Regions from separate parts of the Zea mays genome. Here all the other regions are linked to region 3. Evidence: chromatin contacts called from public Hi-C data. All regions are on one chromosome and are shown on one strand. Each heading gives the region's core, a stretch centred on a gene start, on an enhancer-like site or on the middle of the called end of the contact. The rest is flanking DNA. Distances are from core to core; before and after follow the strand shown. Region 1 holds the start of LOC103646378 (E3 ubiquitin-protein ligase ATL6). Region 2 holds the start of LOC100272664. Region 3 holds the start of LOC100384264 (Myosin heavy chain-related protein).

Region 1 (4,414 bases), core at 415-2,914, 230 kb before region 3:
ATGGTCTTGTGTCATTGAGATCGGATAATCCTGTATGAGAACTATCGCTAACCCTGAAGGATGTCATCGGCCAGACTTTTACGTTGGCAAAGCTTATAGCATATATTCCTTTCCTCTTATTTTGTTTGGTTGCTTATGCTGATACCCACCATACCCTAGCAATATTACATTTTGTCGATGGTGGTTTACACCTTTCCCCTTCTAGGGAGAAAAAAAATACAGATCGCTGTATCAACTAACTATTAACTGCATATTTTACAGGTAGCAGACTGGATGAAGACACATCACGAGTCTGATCTATCAGAGAACGACTACGGAATGCGCATCGACTTGATTACCAAGGTCTTCGGTGCCAGTGCCGCGGAAGATTTCTTTGAGAAGCTCCCACCGGGAGCCAAATCGCTAGAAGCCTACACAGCACTTCTGCACTCCTATGGCCGGTCGAAGATGACGGACAGAGCCGAAAGGCTGTTCGAGAGGATGAAAGACGCGAGCCTGCCTATGGACGCCCTGGTCTACAACGAGATGATGACCCTGTACATCTCCGTGGGGGAGCTCGGTAAAGTGGAGGCCGTCGCAGAGGAGCTGAAACGGCAGAACGTCTCTCCGGACCTGTTCACGTACAACCTCCGTGCCAGCGCGGCCGCGGCGTCCATGGATCTCGAGGGCTTCAGAGCAGTCCTCGACGAGATGTCCAGAGACCCGAAGTCGTCCACAGAAGGAGGGTGGGCGCTGTACCGGGACCTCGCGTCCGTGTACGTCGACGCGGGCCAGCTTCTGGGCTCTGTGAATTCGCCGCCGGTGGAGGCCGGGGAGGCGAGGATCAGCCAGAGGGAATGGATCACCTACGACTTCCTCGTCATCTTGCACGCCGGCCTCGGCAGGCCAGAGAGGATAAGGGACATCTGGAGGTCCATGGTGGCGACCTCGCAGTCGCAGTCGCAGCAGCAGCAGCGCATGACGAGCCGGAACTACGTCTGCGTGGTCTCGTCCTACCTGGCGTGCGGGCGGCTGGAGGATGCCGGGGAGGTCGTCGACCAGTGGCAGCGCTCTAAGGCCCCCGAGTTCGACGTCTCCGCCTGCAACCGGCTGCTGGACGCCCTCCTGCGCGCCGGTCTCGCCGACGCCGCGGGTAGGTTTCGGGAGCTGATGCTGCAGAAGCGTTGTATACTGACTAGCAGCAGCAGCAGCAGGGCGGCAGTGGTCGAGTGATTACGGGTTGGTTTCGAGTCTGTTCTTTTTGTTGTTGTTGTCTTGTGTGAAGGAATAAACAATGGACAGCCCAAGCACTCTGCACGTTACGTTATTCTCTGACATGATTGATGTGATCATGTCTGGTTAGTGGGTTACGTACGTACATAGTGCCAGGCTCGTGGCATGACGAAGCACACTGAGAAACTGTGTACGGCCATCGGTGCGCGCGTTCTTGTGACCTTCGTCTTCTTCCTGGCCCTAACTACCCTGCAGGCTGCAGCTATTGTAAAGACGACAGGTACAGCGGCTACGAGCTGGCGGAAACGATGCTGTTGCATACTGTTTGTCCTATGCTCCACATTCTCGCCACGAAGATGGTGACGTTGCGAGTTGTTGTTTCATGATTGTGCGTGGAATAAAGATACCGGTCGCAAGCCACAGGAGTTTTTTCAAGTATTTCGAGTCCTTTCATGCGTTGCCTACCACCACCTTCCATTCCATCCACGGCTGCTTTGATAGCCCCCGAAACCTCAGAATACTCCCGGTCCCGGCCCGGTGTCAAACACTCGGCACACGCCTGCCTGCCATCCGCCGCTCCTTCGGCACAGTCGCGCTCGCGCAGATGTAAAACGTGCCAACCCTGCGTCAAAGATCCACCCAGATGCAGGAACTGAACTAGGCGGGTCTGGGATCGGCAAGAAAGAGAGAGGGGCAAGCAAGTATTTCGCCCAACTCACGAGTCACGACGTGGGATGTAGGCATCCGCAGCACCACCAGCGCGCGTCTAGCTAGCAACACCAATCGGTTTCTCACTTTCTCGTGCCGTCAAAGCAGGATTCGCTCCACAGCAGACAGACCGGCGGCAGAAGTGGTGCCGTTTCCCCAAATCTGTGCCTCTGCGTGCGTGCTTCGCGAGGAGCGATGGAGACGCGGCAGCTGCTCCTCGTGTTCTGCCTCCTCGGCGCCGGCATGGCCGTCGTCGTGGACGCGCAGGCGCAGTCGGCGCCGGCGCCGCCGCCTCGGCAGACGCCTTCTGCGCCGCCGCAACAGACGCAGTTCGGCCGCACCATGTCGACCTTCATCACGGTGGCCATCAGCGTCTTCTTCTTCTTGCTCTTCGTCTGCGCGTACATCAACCAGTGCCGCCTAGCGGACCCCGGGGCGGCGGCGGCGGCAGCGGCAGCGGCAGCGGCAGCCGGCGGCGGGGGCGGGGGCCCGTCCAGGAGGGGGAAGCGCGGGCTGGACCCCGCGGTCGTCGCCACGTTCCCGATTGTGTCGTACAGGGAGGTCGTGGAGCACAAGATCGGCAAGGGCGTGCTGGAGTGCGCGGTGTGCCTGACGGCGTTCGAGGACGACGACGACCTCCGCCTGCTGCCGCACTGCTCCCACGCGTTCCACCCGGAGTGCATCGACCCCTGGCTGCAGTCGCGGGTCACGTGCCCGCTCTGCCGCGCGAACCTCGAGAAGCCGGCGCCGGCGCCGGCGGTGGCGCCCCCGTCGCCTTCGCCGCGGCTAGCGCCGCGCCAGCCTTCGCCGCCGCCGGAGGCCGTGGCGATACCGGTGTCGGACGACGGATCGGAGGGGGGCAGCAGCAGCTGCGAGGACGACAGGAAGGAGGAGGCCGTCGAGCTGGAGACGCTGCGCAGCGCGCGGCGCGCCGCCAGGATGCCGCGGTCGCACTCGACGGGGCACTCGCTGTTCGCGGCGGCGGCGGCCGCCGCCGCCGCGGAGGAAGGCGACCACGAGAGGTTCACGCTGCGGCTGCCGGAGCACGTGCGGGAGCAGGTGCTCCGGTCTCGCCGCCTGCGCCACGCCACCAGCCTGCTCAACCTCTCGGACATGAGTTCCGAGGGGAGCTCCCGAGGCGGAAGGGGCGTAGCAGGAGCAGGAAGCTTTGGCAACGGCGGGGGGAGCAGCCACGGCGGGCGCCGGTGGCAATCGTTCCTGGCCAGGACGGTCTCCTGGGCGCGAGGCGGCGGCGACGGCTCGGTGCGGAGAGGCTGGGACGGGTCCACGAGGAGGGGGAGGGACGGCGGTGAGTCAAGCTGGAAGGGCGTGGCGTCGCCGCCGCCGACGGGCCGGCCGTGATCGAGGCCGCGGCTGGAACTGGCATGCTGCGGCCCCGTAAAGTTTGACGAGCTGTGCCTTTTCTTTTCTTTTTTCTTTTGCTGTATTTGTTTATTGTTAGGAGCATTTCGTGATATATAGCTGCCAGATTTTCGCGACACTTTATTTATCTATCTAGCTTTTATTCTAGTACCTTTCTGCAAAGATTGATTCGTCTGGTCCGTAGATTTTGATTTTGTGGGATTGATGATTACTGACGATAAGAGAAGAACTCACTTTGGTCTCCCTGCCGTTCTTTAGTTAAACCCTCATCAGTATCCTTCTTTTGATTTCGAGACGGTAGCCTCTCCTTTTGCTGTCACGATTCGACGTCAGTGGGAGAAGCATTGTCCTGCCACTGCCAGCATCAGCTTTGTAAGATCATCTGCGATCGCTAATCATCATTTCTCTTCATGAAAGGACTGTTCATCACCATTCTTTACGAGGTCTTCTCTCAGTACTGGACTCTTTTGGCCGTGGCTGTGTGGGTGTCAATCTGACTTGGAGAGATCGATGTGCGAGAAAAAACAATGGGGAAGGTTCGCGCACTGGGTAGTGACCGGCGTAAAGAAACTGTAAAGAAACCATATTGGATAAGGAGGCCGTCGCCCCCATTTCAAAGGCCTTTGTTTGGGTCGCCTAGTGGGCAGTGGCTCCTGGCGACGGGTTTTTGAATTTTGATGAAGTCTCTTGGCTACGGTTCACAATCACGTCGCCGGACAAGGACGACGGTGTACCCTCTTGCGGCAGCTAGCTAGCGCCCAGGCGTGCCTTCACCTGCACGCTGCACTGCCGTGGAGAGATTTTTTTTATTTGTTATAAACAGAGTGCTCCAGATATCCAAAGGATTTTCTTCTGCGAAGCGATCGAGAAAACGAACCATCATCATCCGTGGGCGCATCGCGGAAAGAGCTCAAGTGGCGCCGGACAGAAACGGCGCCGATGACGTGGCAACTTTAGACGATGGTACCTATGGTTTGGCAACTTTAGGCGATGCATTGCGGTACCTGTGGTTTGGCCGGGTTCTTGCTATCTCTAGTCCATGTCCGAGCAAGTACTCTACGACTCCAGGGACAACTGCAGCTAAGCCATTGGCAACGAAGCTATGGATCTT
Region 2 (4,824 bases), core at 1,898-4,397, 150 kb before region 3:
TCGGATTTTGTTTATATTTATTTTTGAACTAGAAATAATTTAGTACCCTAACAAATTGTAAAGAGTCATTTGGATCGCGATCGATTACCACCCGGCACGCTAGGATTTTGGTGGTTACGGCGGGCTTCAATTCGTCCAGGGTCGCTTGTTGCTAGTTTGCTACTGTATACTGCGTTAAAAGCTCGTGGCTTGCAAGTCACTGCGCGCCAGCTACTTTTGCTTCGCTCGATTGATGATGCTGTGGAGCTGGAGATACGTGCTGGTCTAACCGATCTGGTTCGGTTGCCTGCCTGGGACTGGGACTAGTGTTGTGAGAGAGTGGCTAGCACGTACGTTTTCGGTTGGGCTTTTACTCTTACTATACCAGGAAGTGCAATGGATGGTGGTACTATAAAACTGTATTTATACTGGACAACTTGGTACAAAGACAGATCACAGAGTAGGAAGGAGTGGGGCCGGGGGTCGCTCGACTTTGTTTGGCATCGTTTTCATTTTATTTTTATTTTTTTTGCTGGCTCACCAAACCAATCCGTCAAGTTTCCATTATGTACTAGTATTATTGTTATATACGAAGTTGTTGTTTCGTCTATAAGTTGTGATGAAACAATTTGCTTGTGTTACACACTCGGTTTAATAATTAGAAGCCGGATGAGAGTGACCGCCGCCGCCGCCGCTGCTTACCTGGTTCATTGTCTGTCTTGCGAGTTGCATTGCCAACTCGTGTTCCTTGCTTTTTTGTTTGTTTGTTTGTTAGTTGGAGACTTGGAGGTAGGTACTGGGTACGTCAGTACGTGCTGACCTGCACTAGTCTAATACCTATAGCGTTGTGATAGTGACTTCCTGCCGCATGTGAAGCGCCAATTAAAGAGCCTAGGTTGCATGGTGCCAATTAAGGACAGCTAGCTACTGAAATAGGTTAAAAAAATTAAGTTGGAGTTGTTTGGTTGGTTGTATTCATATTCACCTCAATCCATGTTTTAGAGTGGTTGACACGAATATTAGTTAATTTTTTTTTACTTTAATCCACTCTAATAAATACAAATTAATGTGATTATAATTATAGCCACACAAATCCTTAGCGAAGCTACGACGCGTGAAGTTTTTATAATATATAAACGGAATAGCTTTATAAGCATGGTGAATAGCTGGTAGGAGCATTGAGTAGCTAGGAGAGCTAGCTAGAAGCTGTTTTGACCTATTTTTTGATATGTTCAGTTGGTTACCAACAATTTCTGGGTAGCCACGATTCCGTAGCCCATCGTGTAATTTATTTAGGGCTTATTTGTTTTACTCTCAATCCATATGGATTGGGTAGGATTGAATGAGTTTCAAACTCGAACAAGTTAAAAAATTTCATAATTTTTTTAATCCCATCGAATTCACCTAGGATAGAAATAATCGAACAATACCTACTGACGAAAATATGTGGACCTTAGACTATATCTATACGTGGTTATTTCATTTGTATTCATAGAGATGATAACTATTGTGATCGCTTGCATTGATCAGGTTGACGAGATAAAGGAACAAGTTGATTCAATCGTCGATCCCTTAATCGACAAGGTTGTCAAGGATAAAGAAACCTAGAGAGAAGGAACCAAGGAGGAGGCAATGACATGATGTAGATTATTGAAGGTATAAAGATTGGTTAAGCGGTGCCGCGGTGGTAACCGGAAGAAAATACCTACCGCATGTAAACAAATCACTAAATATAAATCTAAGAAGTTTTCGAGAAAAAGCTATTCTCTAACAGTTATATAATACATGTTCTTAAATTTACTTACTTCTTATAAAACTCAATTCCTTCCCTACATATATCAACAAAGTTGAGACTCCCTAAATGCTAAGTCCATCGTAAAAAGCAAACTTCAACCTCTGTTTCACGTCATCCTACCATCCTATTAACCATAATTCTACCTCCAGCGTCAGACTAACTCCAGCAGATCATCCAAAGTTTATCCATAAGCATTGTTTTGCATTGTTCTGCATTATATACTTCACTGTTCGCAAAGTGAAATTTGAATATAGGTATAGATAAGCTGCTAAAGATAGTCTGCCGTCACCATTAAACAACCTCTTATATCGAGGCAGCGTCTGAGCATCTCATGTGCTGTCGTCGCAACCGTCTTTGTTTTCGGACAACTCCAACCTTCAAAGATATCGGAGAATGTTGTTGATACTGATTTCTATCCTAGTTTAATTAAAAACAGAACGAAAGCTAACATCTATATTTTTTGTTGACAGACAACTTAAAAAATTAGCAACCAATAAATATAGAATTATTAAAGCATAAATATTTTTACTTCAAATTATTTTAGCGACTTCCTAAGTTTTATTTCAGGGTGCTAAACTATAGTAGATGCTCATAAAGAAAAATAGAGGAAAATACGGAAGCAACATGGCGCGTCTAAATATCATCTCGGGTTATCCATCCATAATAATGGCAACACAAAAAAAAAGCCCGAGGAGAAAGCCTCTCAGGGCTAATTAGAAAACTCAAGTCACCTTCGAAATCGAAGGGGATTGGAGAGGAAATTAGTTCATTTCCAACTCAATTCTCTCAAATCCCAAAGGATATTTAAAGTTTCCAAAGTAGTCCTCATGGTTGATGAATAACCCTGTTCGGCTTGCTAAACTTTACTTAAATTTGAACTACTTATAATTTTTCCAGTAGAAGTTCTTATGAATTGTTGTTCATATATTTGATGTCAAAACAGATGTTAAATTCATAGAACACTATAAAAACAGGGGCAAAATCATATGGGAAAACTAGACTTCCTAGATGAAATATCACCGTTAGCAAAATAACAAAGTTAAAAAAAATGAGAGAGAAATCGCAATTAAGCTTTAAAAACATATGCAAGAATACAATACAAGAGCCCGTGTTTTTTTTGTTGGCAGCGAGAGCTTTTATTGTACTAGCGCCACCGGTTCTAGTTCCCGCGTGCTTATCTCTATTGCCTCGTGCTCTTTTTCTGTACAAATGGACACATCTGACGACTGACCACGTTCTCCTTCAGCATACTGCTAGTTGGCTCACAGAGATAGATCTGACAGTTTTTCATATTTTTTTTCTTATTTCTGTTTTTTAAAGAGAGAGGTCTCACGGCACGGCACGGCATCGGCATCGGCTACATAGAAGAAGACAGCAACACAAGCTTAGTCGTCCTCGTCCCCCCAATCTTCAGCCCTTGTTCATCAACAAACCACATGGCCGCGCTCGGTCCTGCTTCTGTTACCTCCACGGGCTTGGCGCTGCACACCCCTGCGATTCCTCATCGTCGGCGTCGCCACGGGAATGCAGTGGCCTGTGCGTCGTCGTCTCAACACCAGCGAAGCCTTAATGGCTTGGCGATGAGTTCTTCAGGCACGAACAATGCCTTGCCCATCAAAGGAATTACCACTACACGGTAAAAAACGCCTCCCTTTCCTACAGAGCTCCTCGTGTACAGATCCAAGCAAGTCTTTTCCAGACCTCAGTAGCAGCCTTCAGCTTGCATCCGCACAGCGGCTTGCCGGCTTTGTGTGCAAAGTTTCACTTGTTGTTCTGGTTCAGGGTTCCTGCAGTCGGTCGTTCGGTCCCTGCAGCGAATCCGTCGCCGTCAGGAGGGAACAACCTCCCGGTGCCCAAGATTCCTCCGTGGTGAGCGAAGAACACAGCTGACACTTGCGTCGTTGCTTGTTTCTGAATGTATCTGATCGATGGATTTTTTCTTCTCGCTCCTCGATCAGGGTCAAGTGGGTGGCTGGCGCCGTCATATTTGCAGTGCCCATGTACAGGAGGTTCAGAGCTTTAGAAGGTAAACAGATATCGATCGATCGATGGATCGCGTATTCATCGGTTCGCGAGACCATTTCCTACTACAGTACAGCACATAGCGCGTGCCGTCATGTTTTTGATCGCGGTGCGCGCATGACAGACAAGATAGAGAAGACGGCGGAGGTGGCGATCGAGGTGATCGACAAGGTGGCGGAGGCGACGGAGAAGGTCGCCGGCGAGGTCGCCGACGAGTTCCCCGGCAACGAGAGCATCAAGGAAGCAGCCTCCAGGATCAAGAAGGTCATGCACGTGGTCGAGGAAGACGCCGACAAGGCTGAGGCCCTGATCGAGAAGGTTGGTTTAGTTACGTACGCAAGCTAGTCTATTATTGCCAGTAGTAGTTGCTAATATAATATTTTGGATGCTGAGACTGACTGACAGCATCTTCATGAGATCTGACCGTAAAGAAGTGGATGGCTCTATAACCAGCCTTATTAGATCTATGATCTATCTAAATAATGGATGGCCCTGAACCGTAGAAAACGTCTCATCTTTATTACACATACAAACATAAAGAGGATAACTGTTGTTGTGCTCGCTTACCATGAGCAGGTCGACGAGATAAAGAAAGATGTGGATTCGATTGTCGATCCTATAATCGGCAAGGTTGCCAAGGATAAATCGCGGAGAATGAACCAAAAAGGATGACAGCAGTCGGTGAATTGAAAGGAGCGCAAACATTGCTCGGACGGAAAGGGAAGCAACAGGACGCGTCTCGTTTCGTCTCATGTTTATCTCGTGCCATGGCTTCCTACGTACAAACAGGAGATGAGGCATATGATGGTGTAAAACACTCTTTTATATTGTAGATTGTACTAAGAGAGAAGTTCGAAATAAGAGATGAGATAAGATGAGAGATGTCATGAATAAGTTGTTGCACTACCGGAATAAACGAACTAAATCTACCAGCTATAGAAAACACTGTTATAATTGTCCCCAAAACGGTACATGTAGGTCTATATAGTGTAGAAACATAGCATAAAAAATTTAGTTGGCAAAATAAA
Region 3 (4,470 bases), core at 1,509-4,008:
CTTCTCCCCAGCTTCTGTCGAATGATCGGTGACACCAAGAGTATCCACGTCACGTCACGAATCCCAGTCGGATGAAAGAAAACTCTGTTTACATTATTACATACAGGCAGGACAACAGGAGGCAGCAGTCGAATGAAAACCGGCGAGATGCCATCTGTTTCCGTCTTCTCGATAGGCCATTGAGGTGAGTAGAAGCCGACGCCGCGGAAAGGAGACCCCTATCTACTTCGCGCTGCAGCACGGAAGGCACGAAGCTTGATTGTTTACGCCAGGAGCCAAGAGCGCCGTGATTTGCTCGATCATTGTTCAGGCAGAAGCGAGCACCAGCGCCGTTTGCAGCTGTGGAAATGGTTAAAGAAGGAAGCTTGTTTCCATGGAATTCTAAGGAAAACATTGGTCCTAGACGATGATCATCTGCTTGCCCGATCAAACGAGGCATGGAGGAACACCGGAAAAGCCTGGCCTCTTTGCTCCCCCTTCTCAGTGGTGATACTGATAGCCAGATGTGCTAGGCGAAGGGCTTATGGTTACAATGAAGGTTCCGAGCAAACGCCTTCAGTGCGTGACGGAGAATATGCCGCCCTAATTAACATCAGCACCTGACAGAATGGCCGCCGTAGCAAAAGTTGACCTTCCGTTTTGGTTCTAGATGTTTTAAATGTCAAAAAAAAAGGCCACACTGAAACGTATACAAAGCTGCACCTTCTTCCAATCTTTACTACATCGTCACCTTCAGGCTTCAGATAATCAGATTTCAATACACGTCATGCCCTATGTCCTGGAAACGATCGAAGTTTCAACACGAGAAAGGAGCAGATCTGATTCAACAACCTTTTCATTTCTCGTGTATTCAGATGAACAAGAACACAACGGAACTACAAGCGTGTATCCATGGGGCGGAGAAAAAAAGAAAAGATTTTTAGAGTGTGTGTACTGGCGCTGAATTCGGCTTATAGAGGCTTTTCCTCCTGAAAAAATCACCGAATCTGCGGAATATCAGGCTCTTCTTGTGCTTCGTGGAGTCCTCCGTGTCAACGTAGTGGCTCTCGTCGATGTGGTCGAACTCGTCGTCCAAGTCCTCCGTCGCCGCGTCCGCCGCGGACTTGAGGTCGGCGATGTTGCTCAGGGACGCGAACACCCGATCCCTGGGGTTCAGGTTCCCCATCCGCGCGGACCGCGAGAAGCCAGTCGTCAGCTTACCCGGCTCGCCGATCGAGTACGTCCGCCGGCTGCTCGGCGTCCGTGGCTTGTCAGGCATCCACCGCTGCGACGCCGACCGCGGCGTTCCCTTCTTGCTGCTGCCATTCGGAAGGCGCTGATCGAGGCCGTAGCCCGGCGCGGGGGCGGTCTTGGCGGACGACGCGGGCGTGTTGCACGCCGTCGTTGTGGTGGCGGCGAGGAGGCTGTTGAGCTCCCTGAGGCTACCCTGCGCCGCGGCCTCGCTGACCCTGACGCACTCGTACTCCTGGCGGAGGCTCTGCAGCGCGCCGTCCTTGTCGGCGACGGCGGCGCTGAGGCGCGCGTTCTCGGCCCTGGCGAGCTCCAGCGAGTCCCTGGCGGCGCTGGCCTCGGCCACGGCCTGCTTGAGGATGTCCCGCAGGCGCGCGTTCTCGTCGCGGACGACGCGCTGCGACTCCACCAGCCTGGTGTTCTCCTGCCGCGCCCGGCTCGCGTCGCCCTCGGACGCGCGCACGCAGTCGAGGAGCACGCGCTCCTTGTCGCCCCAGGCCGCCGCGCACTCGTCGGCCTCGAGCCTGTAGCGGTCGCGCTCGTCGGACGCGCCGCGCAGCGCCGCGCGCAGCCGCCCGGCCTCGGCGTTGGCGGCCTCCAGCTCGGCCTGCGCCTCGGAGAGCCAGGCCTTGACCTGCCTGGCCTCCGCGGTCACGTCCGAGAGCGCGGCGGAGAGGTCGTCCAGCGCCTTGCGGCTCCTCTCCTCGCCCTGCACCGCCGCCCGGAGCTCCGCGCGCAGGACCATGATCTCCTCGTCCGCGCCGCCGAACATGAGGTCCCTGACGCTCCTCTGCTCCAGCACGCCGCCGCGCCGGGCTGACGCGAGGCTCTTGCTCGCCTGCTGCTGCAGCGTGGCCATCTCCAGCTTGGCCTCCTCGAGCGATATCTTGGTCTGCTCCAGCTGCTTGGTCTGGTATATCAGCGACTCCAGCATCTTGCGCTCCGACTGCTTGGACTTGCTCACCTCCCGCTCCAGAAGGTGCACCTTGTCCGCGACACCCTTGGCGCCGCCGTCCCGCCTCAGGTCCTCGAGGTCCCTCACGGTCCGGGCCTTCTCCTCCCGCTCCCTCCGGAGCTCCTCCTCCAGCTGCGCCACCCGCTGCTGCATCGCGCCCACGCCGCGCCGCCTCTGCCGAACAGGAAACCAAGAGCCGCCGCCGTTAGAAAAAAACAAACTGTAATGTCCTTAATATATACCGGCGCCCCTGATCGGTCTTGACTCCGTTCCAAAGGCGTTCGGCTTCGTGCGTAACGTAGCGTGGGAGATGGCAACAAAAGGCGGTGGTGTGCAGTACCTCCGGGGACAGGGACGCCTTGGAGCCGCCGCCGGCGGATGAGCGGCTGCGCTGGAGGCGAGGGGACAGCTCGCGGTCCCTGGAGACGGACGAGGCGGTGGCGGCACCCCTGAGGCCTGAGCCCGGCCTCGAAGGAGATCCGATCTGCGAGGTGGATGGCGGATCCCAGTTGAGGAAACCGTATCGCCGGACTAAATAGTCAAACAATAAAAGAACGCACATGGAGGCCACTGTCACAGGGAGTGGCAACGGAGAGATCAGCCGGGGAAGAAGGATCTATAGCCAAGGAAGGTGCGTGGGCGGGCGAGTGAATTCTCACCTCGGGTCGGGCACGAGGCGGCCGGCGCGGACTCCGAGGCCAGGAAAAGAAACCCGTGTCAGAGGGGAACGTAAAAGAAGAAGGCCTGGCGGGCCACCGCCGAGGACGGGGTCGGGGACTCGGGGGTGCTGTACTGCTGTGGTCGTGGTCGTCGTCGTGGAAGGGCAGGGGCGCAGCCGCGCAGGGCGAAGGTGAAGCCACGCCGTGGGCAGGGCTTTTTGGAATGCAAGGATTTTAGATTTTACAATCGGTTTATTTTTATAGGAAAGACGAAATATTTCGCCTCAGATACGTATATATATTAAAAAACAAACGGAGTCCGGTTTACATGTATGTATTGTGTGCGTCGTCGCGGGCGAGGGCCCGCAAAAGGCGGGTGCGTTTGGAGCCTGGCGGGCGGCAGGCGTGGACACTGGATAGCGGACACGGCGTGTGACATGGGGTCAACGGCGGTGGTTTTGCCCGGTATTCTTTGATCGGGCACGGGGGCGGGGGCTGGAGCTGGAGCTGGAGCTGGGGGTGGCCGTCTGTCGCGCCGGCGCGGGAGGGCCTCCCTCCCTTCTGCGTGCCGCCGTTTGGTGGGGCGCGGGCTGCGGGAAAATTCTGTTGAAGCTGCGGCCACGTGATGACCACGTGAGAGCGGTTGATCGTTGAATGGGGTAGGCAGGTCTAAGTTTTTTCTTTTTCAGCGCGTCGTTAGTATACACGGACCTTTCTCTTGAACCAGTCAATCAGATGACGACGCTTCTGCTGGTAGTTTCATAAATATTTTTTCAGCGTTACAAGAACTCCTTACCCTTGACGAGGAGTATAGTATTTTAGATAGTGGTGATGGGAAGTTGAGATCTCAGTTGACTATAACCCTATCATGTATATAGAAGATGACCTTATACCACTAAAATGTAAATCTAAGACGTCCCCACGTTAAAATAGATCAAAACCAATTTACAATATAAGGGTTTTTTCGGTTATTTGCAATCCATATAAATTGGAGGGGATTGATACGAATTGGAGGAGCTTTTGACTTACTAGGGATTGAAACCCCATCAATCCCCCTCAATCAATATGGATTGGGTAGAACCGAATATGGCCTAAATCGGTTGCCTAGCTAACGAAAAAATCGGCTAAACCGAGTTTCTAGAGGATGGGCACCTGTGGACTGTGGTCGACTTGGTTGGCTGTAGGAGGATGGCCTGCTCGGACTTGAAGGCCATCCTGTTTAGCCTATCGGACTTGAAGGCCGTCCTATTTAGCATATCTCCGATAAATTTCTTATCTTATACTCTATTTTATCTTTTAATTCAAACTTCATCCTATAAATAGTATTATATACTTATGCTCTATTTTATCTTCTAATTCAAACTTTATTCTATAAATAATATTATATAGTGCGTTTTTATTAGTCCTGTCAATTGCCCAACGCAAAGTGGACCGACGATACGGGGCTCCCAAATTTTTGGAGCCTAATTTTTTTGAGTTTTCTGGTAACATAGCAAAAAAAATATTTGATGTTTTGCAAAATAAACCGAAGAATCTTAGCTTTGGAATAGATAAAACAAGAGGACAAGGATATGATAATAGATCAAATATGAAAGGGCATAGTTTAGGTTAATTTTATCTCTATGC

The links. Hi-C and Micro-C count contacts between places; a contact is called where the count stands out from the background.
Region 1: a Hi-C map of endosperm shows a contact between it and region 3, with 2.5 times the contacts expected there. The contact joins the promoter of LOC103646378 here to the promoter of LOC100384264 in region 3. A contact is called at or near these places in 5 of 25 Hi-C or Micro-C datasets (bundle sheath, ear, endosperm and 2 more).
Region 2: a Hi-C map of tassel shows a contact between it and region 3, with 4 times the contacts expected there. The contact joins the promoter of LOC100272664 here to the promoter of LOC100384264 in region 3. A contact is called at or near these places in 8 of 25 Hi-C or Micro-C datasets (bundle sheath, endosperm, leaf and 3 more) and 2 of 3 datasets of contacts at active chromatin or transcription factors (leaf and seedling).

The regions. Positions count from the first base shown.
Region 1 is chr2:46,062,465-46,066,878 of Zm-B73-REFERENCE-NAM-5.0, reverse strand. It overlaps LOC103646378 (E3 ubiquitin-protein ligase ATL6), which reads left to right and starts at 1,664. Exons shown (of 2, transcript XM_020548284.3): 1 at 1,664-1,948; 2 at 2,029-3,546. The coding sequence starts at 2,116. The coding sequence ends at 3,282. It overlaps LOC100276555, which reads left to right. Exons shown (of 2, transcript NM_001374063.1): 2 at 262-1,354. The coding sequence ends at 1,212.
Region 2 is chr2:45,989,988-45,994,811 of Zm-B73-REFERENCE-NAM-5.0, reverse strand. LOC100272664 reads left to right here and starts at 3,147. Exons shown (of 5, transcript NM_001359666.1): 1 at 3,147-3,410; 2 at 3,557-3,643; 3 at 3,733-3,800; 4 at 3,921-4,114; 5 at 4,373-4,675. The coding sequence starts at 3,211. The coding sequence ends at 4,468. It overlaps LOC110117500, which reads left to right. Exons shown (of 5, transcript NM_001147836.1): 5 at 1,510-1,733. The coding sequence ends at 1,587.
Region 3 is chr2:45,836,843-45,841,312 of Zm-B73-REFERENCE-NAM-5.0, reverse strand. It overlaps LOC100384264 (Myosin heavy chain-related protein), which reads right to left and starts at 2,758. Exons shown (of 2, transcript NM_001176829.1): 1 at 2,526-2,758; 2 at 821-2,359. The coding sequence starts at 2,747. The coding sequence ends at 920.